Regions from separate parts of the Mus musculus genome. Here region 1 is linked to region 2. A link is a contact called in public ChIA-PET data. All regions are on one chromosome and are shown on one strand. Each heading gives the region's core, a stretch centred on a gene start, on an enhancer-like site or on the middle of the called end of the contact. The rest is flanking DNA. Distances are from core to core; before and after follow the strand shown. Region 1 holds the start of Phf21a (PHD finger protein 21A). Region 2 holds the start of Zfp408 (zinc finger protein 408).

What was found. ChIA-PET counts read pairs in DNA pulled down with a chosen protein or histone mark.
Region 1: an RNA polymerase II ChIA-PET map of memory CD8 T cells shows a contact between it and region 2, with 21 read pairs. The contact joins the promoter of Phf21a here to the promoter of Zfp408 in region 2. A contact is called at or near these places in 1 of 39 promoter capture datasets (pre-B cells), 1 of 484 Hi-C or Micro-C datasets (embryonic stem cells), 2 of 115 datasets of contacts at active chromatin or transcription factors (memory CD8 T cells and pancreatic cancer cells) and 1 of 9 other capture datasets (adipose tissue).

What each region holds. Positions count from the first base shown.
Region 1 is chr2:92,182,306-92,186,182 of GRCm38.p6, reverse strand. It overlaps Phf21a (PHD finger protein 21A), which reads right to left and starts at 2,001. Exons shown (of 19, transcript NM_001362829.1): 1 at 1,831-2,001.
Region 2 is chr2:91,648,099-91,651,882 of GRCm38.p6, reverse strand. It overlaps Zfp408 (zinc finger protein 408), which reads left to right and starts at 2,092. Exons shown (of 5, transcript NM_001347175.2): 1 at 2,092-2,179; 2 at 2,458-2,732. The coding sequence starts at 2,134. It overlaps Arhgap1 (Rho GTPase activating protein 1), which reads right to left and starts at 1,765. Exons shown (of 14, transcript NM_001359970.1): 1 at 1,631-1,765; 2 at 60-119.

The DNA.
Region 1 (3,877 bases), core at 752-3,251, 530 kb before region 2:
CCAAATGAATCTGATTCTAACACTCAGCTATCAATTATTAATAAATAAATGCCCTTCCCTCTCTAACTTCCTCAGCTCAAGACTCTACATTCCTGATTATCTACCATTAAGAAAAAGCATAACGAGCATCCCAGCCATGGGATAAAATCTTAGAAGTCCAAAAACACAGCCATAAAGTTCACTGTCAAGGCCAGTGCTGAGGCCCACACATGCCGAGACCTTAAAATCACATTTGTGATTCTAGAAATCCATACTCCCGGAAACATCATTTAAAAACAACACAATGTGGACGTGCAGAGGGAGATCCTCTACTTCAAGACCTAAACAAAGAATATTTCAACATATGACCGGAATATGATGACACCGAATTCACCCACGAAAACAAAACCTGTCTACCACTAGCCGTCGTACCCTCATCTCAACAACTCAACTACTTAGAAATCACTCCCGGCACATCTACACCCCACAATCGGCATGTGGCCTCCTCCCGGGGTGCAAGCCACAAGACAAAGTTGAAAGGAGACCTCTCTCGCCCGGTGCCCCAGTGTCCACATCAAACCCCTCCCCTGCCAGGGCCACCTTGCAGCTACCCACCATTGCGAGCGTGGTCAAGGGAGGAAGAGGAGGTAGGAAAAAAAAGAGAGCGAGCGAAGAGAGAGAGAGAAAGAAATCCTAACAGCACCGCTCAGCAGAATAAAGAGAGCAGAGAGAGGATGACGAGAAGTGTTGGGAACTGCGTGCACCGCGGGGCTGGACCAAACGGAAAGAGTCCCACTCCGCGCGCCCCTCCCCCCGCGGCCCGGGGGGGAGGGGCGGCCGCGGCCCCTCTCTGAGGGGCCTGCGAGTCCCCGGCCCGCGCGGGGTCCCGGGGCGGCCGGCCGGCGGCGACGGCGGGAGGGCCGCCCCAGGGTGAGGGGTGCAGGCGGACTCCTCGGAATAACAAGTTGCAGAAGAAGAAGAATAAGCGGAATTTCCCCAACGCTGCTCCGGCCACCCAAGACAAATGCACCAACACACACTCACTCACACACACTCGGGCCCGGCAGCGTCAGCAGCCGCAGCTTTTTTTTTTTTTTTTTAAACCAGATCTCTCAGTCACCAAACAAGATGGTTTTCCCAAAAAAATATTTTTTAAAATTAAATAACCATAATAAAAACTTCCCCCCGACAGCATCCCAGGGGGTGGGGGTGGGGAAGGGGCCCAGGCGGCCATCCCCTGGCCGCAGGCACTCGCGGGGGGCGGCCTCGGCCCGCGCCCCCCGCCCCTGCGGCCCCCCAGCCCGACCCCCCACGGGGACTCTGTGTCGCCCCCTCGCCGCCACCCCCGACGCGCCGCCCCTGTCACCCGCTCTGGCCCTGTACTCAGCGCCCAGGCTCCCGAGGCTGCTCATAAACTTACTTCCAATCTATCCTAGGGAGGGGTGGAGGGCAGAGGGGAGGAAGGGGGGAGACGAGGTATTCCCATTGTCTTTTTTTTTTTCCTGGAGGGGGGGGGGAGAGGAATAGGAAAAGGGCACGCAGGGGGGCGCCCCGAAGGGGAAGTTATTGCTGAAATCTCAAGTTGACTGAGGGGTCCTGACAAGAACACCCCCTTTCCCTCCTCCCTCCCACACACCCCTCCCCTCCCCCTACCTCCCCCCCACAACAAACTCCAAGCAAGCAGCCCCTGCTCCTTCCCAGAGACAAACACCAGAGACAAGACAGAGGGAGAGAGGGAGGGGGGGAAGGGGGAGGGAGGAGAAATAGAGCTACTCAAGAAAAAAAGAGAGAGAGAGAGAGAGAGAGAGAGAGTGAGGAAAAGAGAGAATGGAAAAAGCTGGGATACTGCACCCTCCTGCTGCTGGCTGGCTGTCCCCCCTGGCAGCTGGAGGCAGGAACTCTGAGCAGGAGAAGCAGGAGGAGGAGGAGGAGGGAACTCTTCTTCATGGGGAGGGAGGGAAGAGGCTGGAGCTGCCGCTGCTGCTTCTGCTGCTGCTGCTCTGGGCCTCTCGCACTTTTTAGATATTAGTGTGTTAAGATGGTAGGTTGTTCCCTTCTCCCTCCTCCTCCTCCTCTCCTCTCTCTCACTCACTCACACTCTCTCTCTTTCTCTCTCTCTCTCTCTCTCTCTCTCTCTGGGCTGTTTCTTTCCTCCTCTTCCCCAGGCAAGGGGGGGTGGGGAGGAGGGGGTGGGGGGGAGGAACTGGAGCCTCCTCCTCCTCCAGGAGAGACACACACAGGCCCCGGGCCGGAATGGGGAGGGAGGAATCAGAGCAGCAGGAGAGAAACTGTGGGAGACAAACAAGCCCAACTCTTCATCCTCCTCCTCCTCCTCTCAGCAGCAGCAGCGAGCACCACCAGCCCATTCACCACCCGGCCCCGGGCCGCAGCACCTCCGCCGCCTCAGCCCGGGGATCCCTCCGCCCAGGCCCAGACACACTCGCCCGCGCGGGAGCCCGCCGCGCGGCCCCGCCGGCCCGCCGCCGCCGCCGTGCGCGCCCCCGCCGCTCCCGAGAGCCGGGCGAGAGGGACTGGAGCTGGGGAAGCGGGGACGAGGGAAGAGCGGGCGGGCGGGCGGGGGGCCGGGCGGAGCTGGACCGCGACGGTCCCGGGCCGCCCCGCGCCCCTGCGTGCGAGCCCGTCGCTCGCGGGAGGCGCCGGGGACCCCCACGGGGGCACGGGGCGGCGGCGGGGGCCCGCGGCGGCGCTCGGGCGGGCGGACTACTTGACGTGTCGGTGCGGCGAATTTATTTCACTTTGCCTAAGGAACGGGGTGTGCTGCGGCACCCATTGCCTAGGGAAAAAACCCGGATGTAAAGTGAGTGAAACTAAACTAGAGTGAAGTAGGGCAGCAGCAGCCAAACTCCGGTGCAGCGGCGGCGGCGGCGCTGGGGCCGAGCGGCCGCCAAACTCCCGGCCCGCCGCCGCGTCGCAGCCCCGGCCAGGCCCGAGCCCCGGTCCCCTCCCGCCGTTGAGAGCTGCTGGGGGGCTCCCGAGCAACCCCAACTCCCTCCAGTGCAACAGCAGTTTGCAGGGGTGGGGGTGGAAAGGAGGCAGGAGCGAGGAGGAAGCACTGCAATGGGGGAGCGAGTGGTCCAGGCAACAGGAGAAGATGCAAGCTCAAGTCGAATGCAACATGCAATCCCCGGCCACCCCGCCCCCTTTGCAAATAACTACCCTTGAACCACTTTATTAGCCGTGCCGAGTCCCACTCTAGCTCCGGGGAGGGGCGGGGGACGGGGTCCTTCGCTCACCTTTATTTATTGCTGCTTTCTGCCCCCCTCTCCATGTTTTTTATTCCTAAGTTCTTTTGTTCTAAGGGGGATGATGGCATTTACTTTTCTGCTTTGTGTAGCAGGGCAATCACTGGGAATCGGCCACGTATAATCCGGCGGTTTGTCATATTTTATTAGTGAAAGTATTTTATGCCTAGTCCACCTCCAAGGACTGTAACATGGAGAACTGCAGGGGCGGGGGTTGGGGGGGACGACATCAGAAGAATTCTTGTTTTCAGAGATTTCTTGGCTGAGCGGGGAGGGCCTTTTTTTTTTTTTTTTAATCATTGAGGAGGTTCATTTAAATTATTAAATCGATAGTTTTCAACTTGAAGCTTAATGCTCTTGCACGGGTGAATTGTTGGGTTATAAAATAACCCCCAACCACAATTTTTTTTAAAAGTAAAAAAAAAAAAAAAATCTTAGCTCTTAAAAAAAAAAATCCCATCTGGACAGTGATCTCTGTTCTGAGCTGCACGCTGGACTTAACGTAGTGTTAGCCTTCCTATGTTAAATAACAATAAACCTCAACCTCAACGGAATACAAATGGGGGCTGGGGGTGGTTTTGTTTTTAAGGCTCAGCACTTTTGTAGCATCTGCCACTACGCATTTTCCAGGCATT
Region 2 (3,784 bases), core at 843-3,342:
ATAACCTCCTTCGCTAGTAAAAGCACAGTAGTGCCAGCCAGCTTCCTGGCCGCTCTCACCTGCTTCTGGTGCCTTCTGGGAGCCGGATGTTTATCTGCTAGTCAATGGGTAGATGAAGCCTGAGAAGGGAAATTCTAACATAAAATGGTAGAAATGAAATATATCTGCCACCTGCAAAAAGCCACTCTCTCAGATTAATATTCCATTTGGACCAGGTAAACCATTTACCTAGAAAGTATTTAAAATTCACTTCAGGCGCCGGGCGTGGTGGTACACGCCTTTAATCCCAGCACTCGGGAGGCAGAGGCAAGTGGATTTCTGAGTTGGAGGCCAGCCTGGTCTACAGAGTGAGTTCCAGGTCAGCCAGGACTATACAGAGAAACCCTGTTTCGAAAAATAAAAAATAAATAAATCAAATTAAATTAAAAAAAAAATCACTTCAGGCAAAGGCTTTGACTTTTGTAAAACAGTGATTCTCTCTCTCTCTGAAATTCTTGATGTTTGTGGACTTTTTCACTAGGAAAAATGAACAGATCCATGGAAACCTTGCATGCATTTTAAAGATTTCACAAACCCCCTGTTATTGCTTAAGAACCTATTTCAAGGGCTAAGTCCATAGCTCAGTGGTAGAGCGCTTTGCCTGCATACACAGGGTCTCTCCAGCACATGCGCGACAAGAGAGCGCGCGCGGGCACACACACACACCAAAGCAATTTATTCAGAGTGATGCACATAGCACCAGAGTTTATTCAGAGTCTTCACATAGCAGACTGTCATTAGCTGAATGAATGAATGAATGAATTTCATAAGTGGAGAAGGAAACGGATATTTGTACTATGAACTGGGCACAAATTCACCTCACAACTGCACTAGTAGTTCAGCATATGCTATAAAAACCATTTTACAGTTTGAACAAAAAGCGGGGGGAGGGAGGGAGGGAGCAAACTGCTACAGATCATAGAACCCAGACGCAGGATTTTAACCCACAAGTTCCAGTTTGAGGTGTTCTCTAGGTTAAAGTCAACCCCCTCAACAGTGATCTTAAGTGACTGTCGGTCACAAAGTTCACTGGGATCCAAGAGGCGCCACGAAAGGGCAGCCAGACTTCTCAGGGCAAACTGAAGTCACAGTACTTGCTGGTGCTGGAATCAGACTGTTTTGTGACTTTGGAAAAACCCAAATCCTACAAGGCTGCAACTCTAAACTATAATCATGTTTGCATAGAGTCCGAAAACAAACAACGAATGGAGTGTATTTCGTTTCACAAGAAAGTGAGATGAAAGCACGGCCTATCAAGTGACAAGGTGGATCACTTCCCCTGATTTCTAGCTCTCAGTGCTATGCCAGATCTGATCAGGACGACTTCTCCCTCCCTCCCACCGGCTTGCTCTGGCTTGGCCTATGCCTTGCAGAGGGAGGGCAGGAACAAGTCAGAGAAAGTGGCTGTCTTCTCATTGCAGGCGCCGAAATGGGAAAAATCCCGGCAGCGAAGAGACCCAGGCCCTCGGGCCCAATTCCACTCCCGACCCACTGCCTCGGATTTTCCCCTTTCCGACCCAATTCCTTCCGTTGACCAGAGCAGCTCTTCCCCACCACCACGCCCAAAGAGACCCCGCGCTCCGCAGCTCACCTCGTTCCGGCAATGCTTCCTCTGCCACGCCTGTCAAAGCTCGGCAAACATCCGGCTCCGAGATGGGAATGGGAACCGCCCCCTCGGGGGCCCCCAGCTCCCCAACCACTTCCGCCATTTCTTCTACCTACTTCCGGCTTGCTGCCCGGACCAAACAAGGCTTTCTTGGTGCTCCGCCCACTTCCGGCAATCACCTGACAAAATGTGAGGTTAATTAGCCGAGCTGTCCGACTCGCCGCTACCTAAAGTGAGTGAGTTGGGTTCCGCTTTTCCAGATGCAGGAAACTAGCGGGCCTCTGAAATCCTAGGTTCGTATCGCCCATCGGACAGGGTTTTATCTGTCAAGTACTTCCAAACTCCCAGGTCCATCCTTCAATGATGCCTAACCACCCGGATTCTTCCTTGAGCTTAAATTTGAAAATCAAGGACTGTTTCCGGGAGGAACCGGGACAAAAACGCTCACTTCCGGTAGAGGGGAGTGGCGAGAGAATCTCTGTCCCACGATGAAGGAGGTGGAGGAGGTGATCTTGGGGAAAATAGAGCCGCACCGTGAGTGACCTGCGATGTCTGCGACCCTCAGCCCTGGACTAGATGGCCACAGCGTTTTTCTAGTCAGCGCATTCCCTTACATCCCTTTTTCTCTTGAGCCTGGGATCCTGCTCCGGTGCCCTAAGAGACTAGACTCCCTCCCAACCATTCAAGGGCCCTACTAACTAGAACCTTGCTAATCCCTCGGACTCTTGGGTCATAGCTGACCCTGTACCTCTCTTTCCCCAACCCCACGCCTTCATGGACCACTCCTTTACTGCCTTCCCGTCTCCCTGCAGCCCCAGAGCCACCCCTGGGCCAGGATTCAGGATGGAGCCCTTCCGGAAAAGGCTTTGCTCCGGGCCTCAAAGCCTGCCCGCCGGGTACGAGCCCTGCCATCCTTGTTCTAAGGAGCCTCCCCCAGGGCTTGGCCGTGGGCCCCTCGAGATCCAGGAATCAGCACTTGGGGGTCTGGTGTGTAGGAGCACCCCTGCAGCCCGGCCTGCATTGGGGACCTCTGGAAGATGAGTCCGTCCTGGAGAAGGGCGAGGGAATGAAGACACCGCACGAGGAGGTATTGAGGAGTCGGACATCTGTCTGAAAGTTTGGGGGAGGTTCAGACATTTCCGGACAGCTCTTCCAGTTTGTTAGAAGCAGGATATTTTCAAACTCGAGAAATAATTGTCCCTTCATTGCAGCGCTGTCTTGCTCTACCTAAGCAGCAGTAACTAAAGCAGATGCAAAGAAGTTGTGAGAACCTGAATTCCTACTGTGTTGGCAGAGACAAAGGTCAGAAGCTAAGGTTACCAGGATCAGATTCAAACCTGTTAACTAGTTAGCTAAATTACACACCTAATATTACTCACCTGTAAAAGAAAGTTGTGGCTGTTACCGAGATCCTTTGGAAGACCAGAGGACACGATGCAAGCCAAATACGCCTGTGCTTTGTAAGCATTAGTAAGGATTGTTTAAAAGTATTGGTGCTCTTGCAGCGTTTTCTGTTTGGTATTTGCTGAAAGGCTGTGCTGTTTAGAGCTTTCCACACCTTTAAGGAGAGGTGAGTGGACTCTCTGGTCTTCACTGACTGAAGATATAAAACAGCACCATAGAACTGGGCGCGGTGGCACACGCCTTTAATCCCAGCACTGGGTGGGAGGGGGGCGGGGGGAGGCAGACGCAGAGGCAGGCGGATTTCTGAGTTCGAGGCCAGCTTGGTCTACAGAGTTAGTGCCAGGACAACCAGGGCTACACAGAGAAACCATGTCTTGAAAAACCAAAAAAAAAAAAAAAAAAAAAAAACAAACCACACAGCACCATAGTGTAGAGGCAACCTCAGAGGCTGCTGCTAGCCTTAGAGTTTCATCTTATGAAAAAAAAAAGTGGGGGAGGAGTTGGGGAGTGGTGCATGTCTTTAATCCTAGCACTAGGGAGGCAGAGGCAGGAAGATCTCTGAGTTCGAGACCAGCCCGGTCTACAGAGTGAGTTCCAGGACAACCCTGTTTCAAAAACAATCAAAAAAAAATCCCAAAAGTTTCAGCTTAGCTTTGCCCCAGAAAGGTTGTGCCCAGATTTGCTTTGCTTTTGTTTTGCTGTCTGCCCCTCACTCCTCGCAGGCACGGGGAAAGG